Regions from separate parts of the Rattus norvegicus genome. Here region 2 is linked to region 1. The links are chromatin contacts, called in public Hi-C maps. All regions are on one chromosome and are shown on one strand. The core of a region is the stretch at or near the end of the contact, and the rest is flanking DNA. Distances in the headings are between cores, read along the strand shown.

Evidence for each region. Hi-C and Micro-C count contacts between places; a contact is called where the count stands out from the background.
Region 2: a contact with region 1 is called in a Hi-C map of the A7r5 cell line, with 2.1 times the contacts expected there. The contact joins the promoter of Rpl13a here to the promoter of Cpt1c in region 1. A contact is called at or near these places in 8 of 12 Hi-C or Micro-C datasets (the A7r5 cell line, Schwann cells, frontal cortex and 4 more) and 1 of 1 datasets of contacts at active chromatin or transcription factors (oligodendrocytes).

What each region holds. Positions count from the first base shown.
Region 1 is chr1:104,590,932-104,596,585 of GRCr8, reverse strand. Cpt1c (carnitine palmitoyltransferase 1c) reads left to right here and starts at 2,823. Exons shown (of 19, transcript NM_001034925.2): 1 at 2,823-3,006; 2 at 3,698-3,852; 3 at 4,477-4,616. The coding sequence starts at 3,712. Prmt1 (protein arginine methyltransferase 1) reads left to right here. Exons shown (of 10, transcript NM_024363.1): 9 at 485-606; 10 at 1,027-1,247. The coding sequence ends at 1,110.
Region 2 is chr1:104,745,403-104,751,056 of GRCr8, reverse strand. Rpl13a (ribosomal protein L13A) reads left to right here and starts at 2,144. Exons shown (of 8, transcript NM_173340.2): 1 at 2,144-2,172; 2 at 3,186-3,258; 3 at 3,502-3,567; 4 at 3,665-3,766; 5 at 3,970-4,055; 6 at 4,227-4,286; 7 at 4,514-4,636; 8 at 4,722-4,834. The coding sequence starts at 2,158. The coding sequence ends at 4,808. It overlaps LOC120100339 (small nucleolar RNA Z195/SNORD33/SNORD32 family), which reads left to right and starts at 3,290; the gene lies at 3,290-3,372. Snord35a (small nucleolar RNA, C/D box 35A) reads left to right here and starts at 4,330; the gene lies at 4,330-4,409. It overlaps Snord33 (small nucleolar RNA, C/D box 33), which reads left to right and starts at 3,811; the gene lies at 3,811-3,895. It also overlaps LOC120100340.

The sequences.
Region 1 (5,654 bases), core at 1,574-4,073:
GGCCATGTGGGGCTGGGCTGGGGCAGGAGCATCTGTGTAAGGAGGAGAGGAGCACAAGCCCTTGGGGCTTATGACCGTCACAGAGCTGCTTGGGAACAGGGCAGAAAGTTGAAGAAAATGAATGATAACCCTTTCAAAAAAGGAGAGTTGAAATGGAGCCACAGAGAGCCTAGAGTCACTGGGTGAGGGGTGGGGCATGGCTTAGTGTCTCATGGTATTCTCATGAGGGGTGCCTACGGTATTCTGATTCAGGGTTCCTGCCCTGTTCCTGGTAAGAACAAGGGTGAGTGCGGGACAGTAAGCTGTCCCAGACTGGCTCTGATGTCGGTCATTGTGTGGCTGAGTCTGACCTAGTGTTCTGAACACAGGCAGATGCAGGGACAGGAGCCCTTAAAGCCTTGTTTGCTGGTGACCTTGGGACACTAGCAGGTTTGGCATGGTAACACCCAGGCAAAACCTGGAACTGACTATGCCCACCTTCCAGGTCCTGAGTCTCCATACACACATTGGAAGCAGACTGTGTTCTACATGGAGGACTACCTAACAGTGAAGACCGGCGAGGAGATTTTTGGCACTATTGGAATGAGGCCCAACGCCAAAAACAATGTGAGGCTTGAGGGAGAGTAAACATGGTATTGGGTAGAGTTGAACAGTGCCAGCTTAGGTACTATGGTGGGTAGGTACCTTAGGAAGCCCCTGTGTGGCTGCTGAGTTCAGTACCCTTCCTGTGGGCACTGAAATCATCTGACTCCCTGTACACGTTAAAATAGCAAGTGGCAGAGCTCAGTGTGATGCTAGGACAGCCTTGATCCATCGGTGGAGGGGTTTCAGGATGCTTGCCAGGGGGACTGGAAACAGTGGTAGGCTCTAGCACTGCTGGTCCTGGAGAACATAGTGGGGTGACTGTAGCCTGTAGTGCAGTCATTGTGCGGGGTATGCATTGTGCTAGCAGAAGGGGCCAGCACATTTACCTGACCCTTGGCCTGATAGCACACCTGAGCCCTGTCTCTCACCTTTTCCCTTCAGCGTGACTTGGACTTTACCATCGACCTGGACTTCAAGGGTCAGCTGTGTGAGCTCTCTTGTTCCACCGACTACCGGATGCGCTGAGGAGGTGCCAGGCTGGCCCTCCTGCAAAAGGGGGCTCAGGGGCTGGGCTTGGGGGATGGGAGGGTACATCGTGGCAGTGTTTTTCATAACTTATGTTTTTATATGGTTGCGTTTATGCCAATAAATCCTCAGCTGACCGTGCCACTTCTTGCCCTGGGGGCTGGGGTAGTTCAGCAGCCTGTCACTCCCTGAGGACTGTCCATTATAGGTCTAGGGGTGTGTCCCTCAAGCTAGGCAAGGGTTCCTGGCCTCACCATGTCTCAGCATTCCCTGACCTTCCTGAGGTTCTTCCCTGGAGCCAAGGTTGAGGACAGTCCTCAGTGGGGGCCAGCCATATCTGTCCTTTGACCCCAGACCTTCCATGTCCTGTGCTGTTTCTGTTATCTGGGGGTTTAAGACAGGGTTTCTTTGCAGCCTTGGTTATCCTGGAACTTGCCTTATGGTCCAGGCTCAGCTCCAACAGAGGTCCTCCTGCCTCTGCCCCCCGAGTGTCCCCCAAGCGCTCTGCCACTGAGCTAAATCCAACCCCTGCAGTGCTCTTTCTTATCCTGTGCTGTTTCTTTCTTTTTTTTTTTTAAAGATTTATTCATTTTATTATATATATAAGTACACTGTAGCTGTCCTCAGATACACCAGAAGAGGGCATTAGATCTCTTTATAGATGGTTGTGAGCCACCATGTGGTTGCTGGGAATTGAACTCAGGACCTCTGGAAGAGCAGTCGGATGCTCTTAACCGCTGAGCCATCTCTCCAGCCCTCCTGTGCTGTTTCTAAGTAAGCTAGTTCCAGTCCAGTGATCCGGTCCCTCCACTCTCCTGTCTTCTGGAATAAGGGCAAGACCATTATCTTGATCCACCAGTGTTTATGGAAGCTGGGTCACCCTGGTCTGGGGACAGGTGGGAATTTGGATCCTATGTTGCATGGCCAATCGGCCAATCAGGGGTCAGTAACCCTAAAGCCAGAAAGCTCACTGAGCAGACCTGAATGCCCTTGGACAAGACACCTGTTTGATCTGGCTTCCCACCCTGTTCCTGATGCATTGACTCTTCAGCCACACTAGCTAGCTTCCTGGATCCTGCTAGAACTTCCGGTCTGACCCTGCCACCTCCTAACCTAAGGAAACCTGAGCCCTAGGACCTTCACAGATCCCTACCTGCAGTGAAGAGACCTGGATACTGCCCTTCTTTCTGGGTGACAATGGGCTGTCCTGGGGTGGACCCAAAAGAACACCAGATCCATCGTGGACCGAATATGAAATCCCAGAGTGGAATAAAGCAGACTGTTGTGTTTGTGTGTATCTATGCATCCTGCACCGTCCCTCTGTCTAGCTGGGATCTCCCCAGTGGCACCTGTTTCATGAGCCTCTTTGTAAGCCTGCTGTGGATGGTTCTGACCTGTCAGCCTGAGAAGCATCTCCCAAGATGTGTTCCAGCAGATATACAGCGACAAGCATAACATGATGCTGTACCTAAAAGAGGGCAGGGAGGGAGGCCAAGGCTGTTCTAGTTTCTTGAACAAACAAAAGGAAAAGAAAGGAGGAAAAAAAAACAAAAAACAAAAAAAACAGGCTTAGGGTAAGAGGGTTGGACGCTAGGACTCCGAAGGGGCGGGGAGAGAATGCGGAGGGATTGGAAAGGGGCAGGGACTGAACGCGGAGGGATCAGAGGAGGCGGGGATAAAACCTAGGACCTGAACACCCAGTTCAGGGAACGAGGAGGTGCCCGCAAGGTGGCTCTGGGTTTCGGGATAACAGCCAAAGACGGTTGATCAGTTCGTGGATTCATTACACGGGGATTAGATGTATGTACAAGGGAAACAGTAGTGGACTCAAAACTGGGGGACGGAGGTCTATATGGAATTGACCCCAGGAACCGCAGCTGCTTACCTCTGACCGGTGTAAGTACTAGTACCGGGTATAGGAGGGGCTATGGGCCTTGTGTTGGGGCAGACAAGTGGGGCTTCTCCATCACTTGTCCTGGACATGCCTCCGCTCGTCACCAGCATCCCTCGATGCCGGGCATGCGCAGTAGGATGCTTCCTCTTTCATCCCTCTCCAGACCCCATGGTGGAAGGGAACCCATATGTGTTTGCCTTGCAATTGGAAATGAACAGTGCCACCGTCGGCAAATGTTCATTTCCCTATGGGTCTAAAAACTAGTACGTTAAAAAGAAAAAAAGCGAAAAAATAGTGTGCTTTATTTGAACTGAGCCTGCATCAATTTCCCTCTCCCATCCTGAATACTGAGCAATGAATTCTCAGTAATACAGGTCTCAAGGTTGCTCTCCAGCCTTAATTCTTTCAGAGATCCCCAATTAAATGAATTCCTGTCCCAAACAGTGAGCTGCAGCACCCTTCAGGTTCTTGGAGCAGCTTATGCGGTCCCGCTGTGGGGAGGAAGGGATAGAGTATGAGAGAGGGGGCTGGGGTCTAGACTTCTCCGGGCCTGGAATCCTCCACCCCACACACACCCGAGAGTAGAAGCAAAGTCTGCATAGGTGGGTCCAAGGGAGAAGGACCAAGTTCTGGACTCGTGGATCTGAGAGGAGGCACGAGGTCCTGAAGAATGACTCTCTGCCTTTCTCCTAGGGGTCCCAGGGAACATGGCTGAGGCACACCAGGCCTCGAGCTTGCTGTCTTCACTCAGTTCCGACGGGGCAGAAGTGGAGCTCAGCTCCTCAGTGTGGCAGGAGATTTACCTCTCTGCCCTACGCTCCTGGAAAAGGAATCTCTGGCGTGTCTGGGTGAGGAGAGCTATTGGCTGATTTCCTTCTGGGGAACCAGGTACCTGCTTCTGGGATTTCTGAAACCCACTTCTGAAGATCTGGGTGTCCAGTCTCAGGCTACTGTTAACTATGGCTTCCTCTGGGATGCTCTGTACTGACCTGACCCGCTCTGCTCCTGACTCACCTCACCCCTGCTGCACTCCCCATGCAGCTCCTCCCCCAACAACTTCCAGTATAGTCTCCTTATCTTGGATTTATTTATTTGTTTACTTACTGACTTATTGGTGCCAAGGTTCAGAACCCAGGGTTTTGAGCAGTCTAGGACAGCTTGAATGAACTCTCACCCCCAACCCCAACCCCTGTACTGGTAGGTTCCAGGAGACTTCCCTACCACCAAGCCATACCTCCCTCCACTAACTAACTCTCCACAGGGTGGACTCTAGGAGAGACTCTTTCCCAGCCTCAGCCCCTCACTGGGGAGTAGACAAAGGCTATACCATGCCCCCAACTCCTTACTAAATACATTCAGTAAAAGGAGCCCTGAGCGCTGCCCGCATCCAAGACCCTGTAAACTGCTGCGAGTGAGACCGAGCATGTGCTCAGAGGGAACGTAGGACTGAAGATGCCCTTTTCTCAACACAGAATGACTTTCTTGCTGGTGTGGTCCCGGCAACGCCCCTCAGCTGGCTTTTCCTCTTCAGTACAATCCAGCTTGCTTGTCTCCTCCAGCTGGACCCTTCCCTAGGACTGATGGAGAAGATTAAAGAGTTGCTGCCAGACTGGTGAGAACCTTCCTCCTCGAGCCAGTCACAGCCCTAACCCCTACCAAGACACTCTGTGTGCTTTGTCTGTCAAAGAAATGTAATTTCTGGGTGTGGCGGTGCATAAGCCTTGAATCCCAGCCGTGGGGAGGCAGAGGCAGGAGAATCTGGTCTATAGTGAGTTCCAGGATAGACATGGATGTTACTCAGACAAACCCTGATTTGGAAAAACAACAACACCAAAAACAAAACAAAAAACCAAAAAACAAAAAATCAAAAATCTAATTTCTGGAGCTTACTTTATGACTGTTAATAGAGGTACAGTCAAAAAGGGAGGGGTGGGGGGTTGGGGATTTAGCTCAGCGAGCGCAAGGCCCTGGGTTCGGTCCCCAGCTCCGAAAAAAAGGAAAAAAAAAAAAAAAGGGAGGGGGTGGGGGAGCTTCATCTCTTTCACTTCATAGCTTCATTTACCTATTTTTGATTTTTTTTAAAGATTTATTTATTTATTATATATAAGTACACTGTAGCTGTCTTTAGATACACTAGAAGAGGGCATCAGATCCCATTACAGATGGTTGTGAGCTACCATGTGGTTGCTGGGAATTGAACTCAGGACCTCTGGAAGAGCAGTCGGGCGCTCTTAACCGCTGAGCCATCTCTCCAGCCCCTATTTTTGATTTTTGAGACAGGGTTTCCCTGTGTAGCTTTGTCGGTCCTGGAACTCACTCTGTAGACCAGGCTGGCCTCGGACTCAGAGATCTGCCTGCCTCTGCCTTCCAAGTGCTTGGATTAAAGGAGTGCACCACCATGTCCAACTTTCTTTCTTTCCTTTCTTTCTTCCTTCCTTCCCTCTTTTGGAGATAGCATCTCTTTCTGTATGTAGCACTAGCTGTAATGGAACTTATGTGGAGAGCATAGCCTGGGACTCACAGAGATCCACCTCCCTCTACCTCCCAAGACCTGAGTGCCACATGAGGTTTTCAGGATTACCAAGCTCTTCTTATACTCAGTTCTGACCTGAGTCAGGGGTCAGGAATGGTGGCTCACCAAGTAAGCATT
Region 2 (5,654 bases), core at 895-3,394, 160 kb before region 1:
GGATGGCCTGGAATGTAGGGGCAATACTCCGGTCTCAGCCTCTGGGGTGCTGGAGTCACAGGTGTGTATTACCATACCTGACAGTAATTCCTCTTTTTAAAAGAAATTATGCCAGACTTCCCCCACCAAATAAACTGAAAAAAGGATTACACCCGGGGAGCGGGCACAGTGTATTATGGCACCTGTATATAAGTCAGAGGACATGTGGGAAGCTGGTTCTTTCACCATGTTGGCCCTCCAGTGTTGGATGGAACTCCAGTGGTCAAACTCGGCAGCAGAGGCCTTTTACCCATTAACCCAGCTTGAAGGCCATGACTCCTTTGGTTTTGAAATGAGGGTCTCATGTAGTCCTATCTGACCTGGAACTCACTCTGTAGACCAGGCTGGCTTGGAACTCAGAGATCCACCTGCTTCTGCCTCCTCCAAGATAGGTGAGCCACCAGGCTTGGCTGTAAAACTTCCTTTAAAAAAAAAAAAAAAAAAAAAAGTAGAGCGCTTACCTAGGAAGCGCAAGGCCCTGGGTTCGGTCCCCAGCTCCGAAAAAAAAGAAAAAAAGAACCAAAAAAAAAAAAAAAAAAAAAAAGACTTGCAGCAGATTTTTGTGGTGCAAATCTGTACTCCCTTATACATTCTGGAGAAGAGGCAGAAAGATCAGGAATTCTGGGTTATCTACTGTTGCAAAGAAGTCTGAGGCTAACCTAAGCAGTGTTGAGGGGGTAAGGGAGTGGGAGGGTGTAGTTCAATCTTAGAGGATTTGCTTGTCTTTCACAGAAAGGGGATGGGGGCATAGGTCAGTGTTAGAATGCAGTCTGTGAACTCCACTTCAGACAGACCATTGATGATCCCATTTTACAGAGGATACTGAGGCCAAGCCGGAGTCATCTGACAGACGTTTTGCACAGCCTGGACACAGGGACAGTTGGGTGGAGGCTGGCCTCCTCTTGGACCTGCCTCAGCCAGCTCTCCCCAGGATGGAGACAACATCAGAACTCAACAAAAGTCCCACTCGCCCCATTCTGTACAAAGCCCTTGCCCCCATGAACTTGTATATAAAATTTTTTTTTTTGTACCAGCTCTTCCAGGCCTATCTGTGGATGGGACAGGGAATGGGTGGACCTTTTAGGTTTCAGAATCTTGGTTTTTTGGTGCTTGGTGATGCAATACGGGCTCTCCAGAAGTTAAGGCAGGATCTTAAGTTTAAGGTCAGCCTGGATTGCAGAAATCTTGTATCAAAAACCCGAACGGACAACAAAAGGTTCTATTTGTTTTCTGAGGCCTTCAGCAGCCCAGGGTCAGCACGGGGGAATGCTCCATAGGACTATGATGTGAAGCAGAAGCAGTCCAATTCCCCAAAATCATGGCACCAAAGTGTAACAAGTAAGCAAAACAGTGTTGGAACCTCCTGGAGGAACCGACTCAGGCTGGGATGTTTAGGGAGATTTTTCAGGACAAAATGAGTCTTTCATACTGAACAATCTACTGCCTTTTTGTTGTTTCCTTTGGTGGTGGGCGGTTATAGGTGCACAGCAGGGAGGGCAGCTCAGACAACATTCACAGCTGGGTACAGCAGCAAGTGAGTGCATCTGCGTCTCAGGAACCTGAAAGGCCTTCTCTCCTTCATACTCTTCCATCTAGGAAGACTACCCCGACTTGTCTGACAGAAGGAAACTCCTAGGCTCAGGAAAGGCCAGCAATTTTCAGCACACCAAGAGGTTGAGGGGAGGGACCGTTACACACGCAGCTCTGAAGGGCGGGCCAAGACATATTCTCGCCCCCTTATGGCCACCACATGTTCTGCAACCGTCATTCGTTGATGGGAGTAATGGCGCTCCACATCACGGACACCTGAACCGAGACGTGCAATCCCTCCAAAATATGGCGGCAGCGGCTGGATGGCCTTGTACGGCTAAAGACGCCTCGAGAACCACGTGACCTCTCGCCCCGCACAGTCATGGCCGCCAAGATCCAACTCATGCGATAGTCTGATTGGACAATATGAAAGTGGCCCGCCTCCGGTGTGCGCGCACTCACCGCTTCGATCAATGAGAAAACAGAAACCCTTCAGTTCGAGCCATCTGCGTCACTTCCTCCGCCCCTGCAGCAAGGGATAAGAAACCCTGCGCCAAGACCTCTTCCTTTCCTAGGCGGCTGCCGAAGATGGCGGAGGGGCAGGTTCGGACTCTGCGCGCCGGGCGGTGTGGGGTTGGGGTGGGTTCCAGGAGGGAGCCGAATGGGAGCCCACTGCTCCACTCTGCTTGTGCGATGGGACTTAAGCAAACGTTTTGACGCGAGGGGGTTGTGTAACGTGGGCATAACCAGCCGCGGCAGTCTTTAGGTATGGGACGATGAAAGCCTAGCGTTTTTCCTGGGGAAGACGGGAGTGGGACTCGGGTTCCCAACACCGGAAAGAACTTTTATAGGTTTCATCTCCGGCATTGGGGTGTGGGGACCTTGGAATTGCTCATGCCTGGTATTGTACTTTTGTTAGTGGGAGGCTCCTGTTTTGCATGACTTAGGGTTTTTGTAACATCTAATATTTGGGCTTGTAGCCCTTTTGAGGGTGTTAAATGTTCAGAATTAAGGGGTGAAATGATGAAGCAGACTTGTAAAACAGACTGAGGGAGAAACCTCATGACTTTGAGGGTTGACAGGAGTTGAACTGCACCTTTCCTGCTGTTTTTAGATGTCTTGAGGGTACGTTGTTGCTAAGGAAGTAGATGACGCTGTTTGGGACAGTTTTTCACTTTAAAAATGTAAACGGTAGTGTGCAATGGTTTTCTCTTGTAGTTTGGGTTGTACTGTTCTGCACTGCTCAGAATTGCAGACAGGACAGCCATTGTAGTCTAGCTAACTACAGGTTCGTTTTGTGCTGCTTAGAGCAACAGGTCTGCTCTTAGTGAGAAAGCTGGGGATTTGGTGGGACTAAACAATGGGCTAAAGTCTGAAACCAAGTCTAGACCCTTTGTAGGTCATAGTGTGCCCATGGATCCCAGCTATCCTGAAATTTGAGGCCTGGTAGGGTAACATGAAGTTCCATTTTAAAAAGTCATGTTGTGTGCACATAATAATGTACCTTTGGGACACGTGGTTCATCTGGGTTATAGGCATCCTTGTGGGGAGAGGCACTGTGAAGGGGTTGGTAACTTGGAGTAGGGAAAGCCTACTAAGCCTTCCTCTTTCCACAGGTTCTAGTATTGGATGGCCGGGGCCATCTTCTGGGCCGCCTGGCGGCCATTGTGGCCAAGCAGGTACTGCTGGGTAAGTTTCATTCAACATCCACATTTGCCTGAGAGTCTGTGATGAGCAATAATCACCATCTTTCGTTTGAGTCTCACGACTGTGAGATCAACCCATGCACCGCTCTGAGACTTACTGCCCCTGCTTACTTGGGGTTCATGGCTTAGAAATGATTTTGGAACAGATCTGCATTCCACGAGTGCTCTGTGGCTTTGTTGGGTGTTCAGTGACTTTCCTGACTGTCTCCAACCCCATGCTTTCTAGGCCGAAAGGTGGTGGTTGTACGCTGTGAGGGCATCAACATTTCTGGAAATTTCTACAGAAACAAGTGTGAGTTAGGGCTGGGGTGGTGGGCTTGGGTGGGGCTAAGCAGGTCCTTAGTTGCTTTTTGGACCCAAAAGGCCTCATATACTTTTCCTTCTGACAGTAAAGTATCTGGCCTTTCTCCGAAAGCGGATGAACACCAACCCGTCTCGAGGCCCCTACCACTTCCGAGCCCCAAGCCGCATTTTTTGGCGCACTGTGCGAGGTAAGCTGGTCCCATGGGTGACATGGAGAGCAGGGGAGCATCTGGCAGCTTGTGATGAGGATGTCTCCCACTCATGTTCGAGTTGCCTGACTATGAGACGACTCTACATGCACTACCATCTGAGGCTGGCCTAATGCCCTGCTCCTGAGGTCAGGTGGGTTTCTCAGCACCTCTGATGAGGCCTGCTGCTGTTACACCCACAGGCATGCTGCCGCACAAGACCAAAAGAGGCCAGGCTGCCCTGGAACGCCTCAAGGTGTTGGATGGGATCCCTCCACCCTATGACAAGGTGAGCCTTGCAGGCCTAGCCTCACAGCCTCTCTGCATCTAGCGTCTGTGATGTTCTGTTACCTACATTGTTTGAGCCTCATGAAAACTGCACTGGCTGAGACGCCTGACCCATCAGCCTTCTTACCAAGTGCACCCAACACGTCTCTGAGCCCTTATTTTTTTCTAACAGAAAAAGCGGATGGTGGTCCCTGCTGCCCTCAAGGTTGTGCGGCTGAAGCCTACCAGAAAGGTAAGCTCTAGGCTACAGAATAAACTTGTGGGACCTCAAGACTGGCAGATGATGGTATATTCTCACGATGGTCTTCGGATGCCACAGTGCCGATAATGCCAAAGGCTGAGCTGATGCCAGGAGAGCGTCCATGTTGGGATGAGTCCTTGAAGTAGGGTCCTTAGGCCCTCCAGCTCACTCTGCTGCTGGGGCACATTCCATGTCCTTACAGCCTTGTGCCCCTGCAGTTTGCTTACCTGGGGCGTCTGGCTCATGAGGTCGGGTGGAAGTACCAGGCAGTGACAGCTACTCTGGAGGAGAAACGGAAGGAAAAGGCAAAGATCCATTACCGGAAGAAGAAGCAGCTCTTGGTGAGGATAGAACCTGCACTCCAGGGTTAGGGTGGCCCTGGGACAAAAGCAACAAATCTCTGACACTTGTCTTTTCAAACCACAGAGGCTAAGGAAACAGGCAGAAAAGAATGTGGAGAAGAAAATCTGCAAGTTCACAGAGGTCCTCAAGACCAATGGACTCTTGGTGTGAACCCAATAAAGACTGTTTGTGCCTCATGCCTGCCTGGCCTGCCCTTCCTCCACCGCCGACCAGGGATGTGGGGACCAAAGGGTCCTTAGTCACTGCTCCTGTAGGTAGAGGGTGCATTTAGACAGCTGAGTGAGAGCTCATCACCTGCTTGAGTTTTACATTATTAAAGTGATAACCATGGAATGACCTGATCTTCAGTGTTCAAAATGAGTAGCAGGGCTGCCCCACCCACCTGCCCCAATACCATATTCTGAAGCTATGAGAAGTGAGGGCTACCCACCTGGGCTAGGACTTAGAAGTTCACACTGAAGATGATGGCCACATTCAGGTGCTGCCTTTGCTCCTGCCCAACAGACCACAAGGCAATATTTTTCTGGAGGGTTCTATGTGCTAATAAATTATTTGACTTAAACTGGTGTTTCGCGGTCTGTCTCCTATACAGAAGCAGGGAGGGCAGAGGGGAACTGTAAGACAAGCACTTGTTAGATGGTGCACTGCCACATGGTTTGCCCCTTTTGATCATTGTGGTTGTGATTGGATGTGCCCTGTTGCTCAAGAGGTGCATGTAGAGATCTTGGGCCCTGTTCTAGATGGTTTAAGTCCGCTCCAAAATACTGTCAGGACATAGCAAATGAATAGTGTCTAGGATTAAAGGGGTATAAAGATAGTTGACAGTATGAATCTGGAAGAGGTCAATTTAAGGGCAAATTTAATCAGAAGGCTTGAGGCCAACTTTAGGCCATTAGGCCAGATAAAGGTTAACCAGCCTGGACTAGTGTTTTGGGATTTATCTGTGTGTTGGATGGGATGGAACGGGGATACCAGTAGACTTACTCAGTTTTCTTA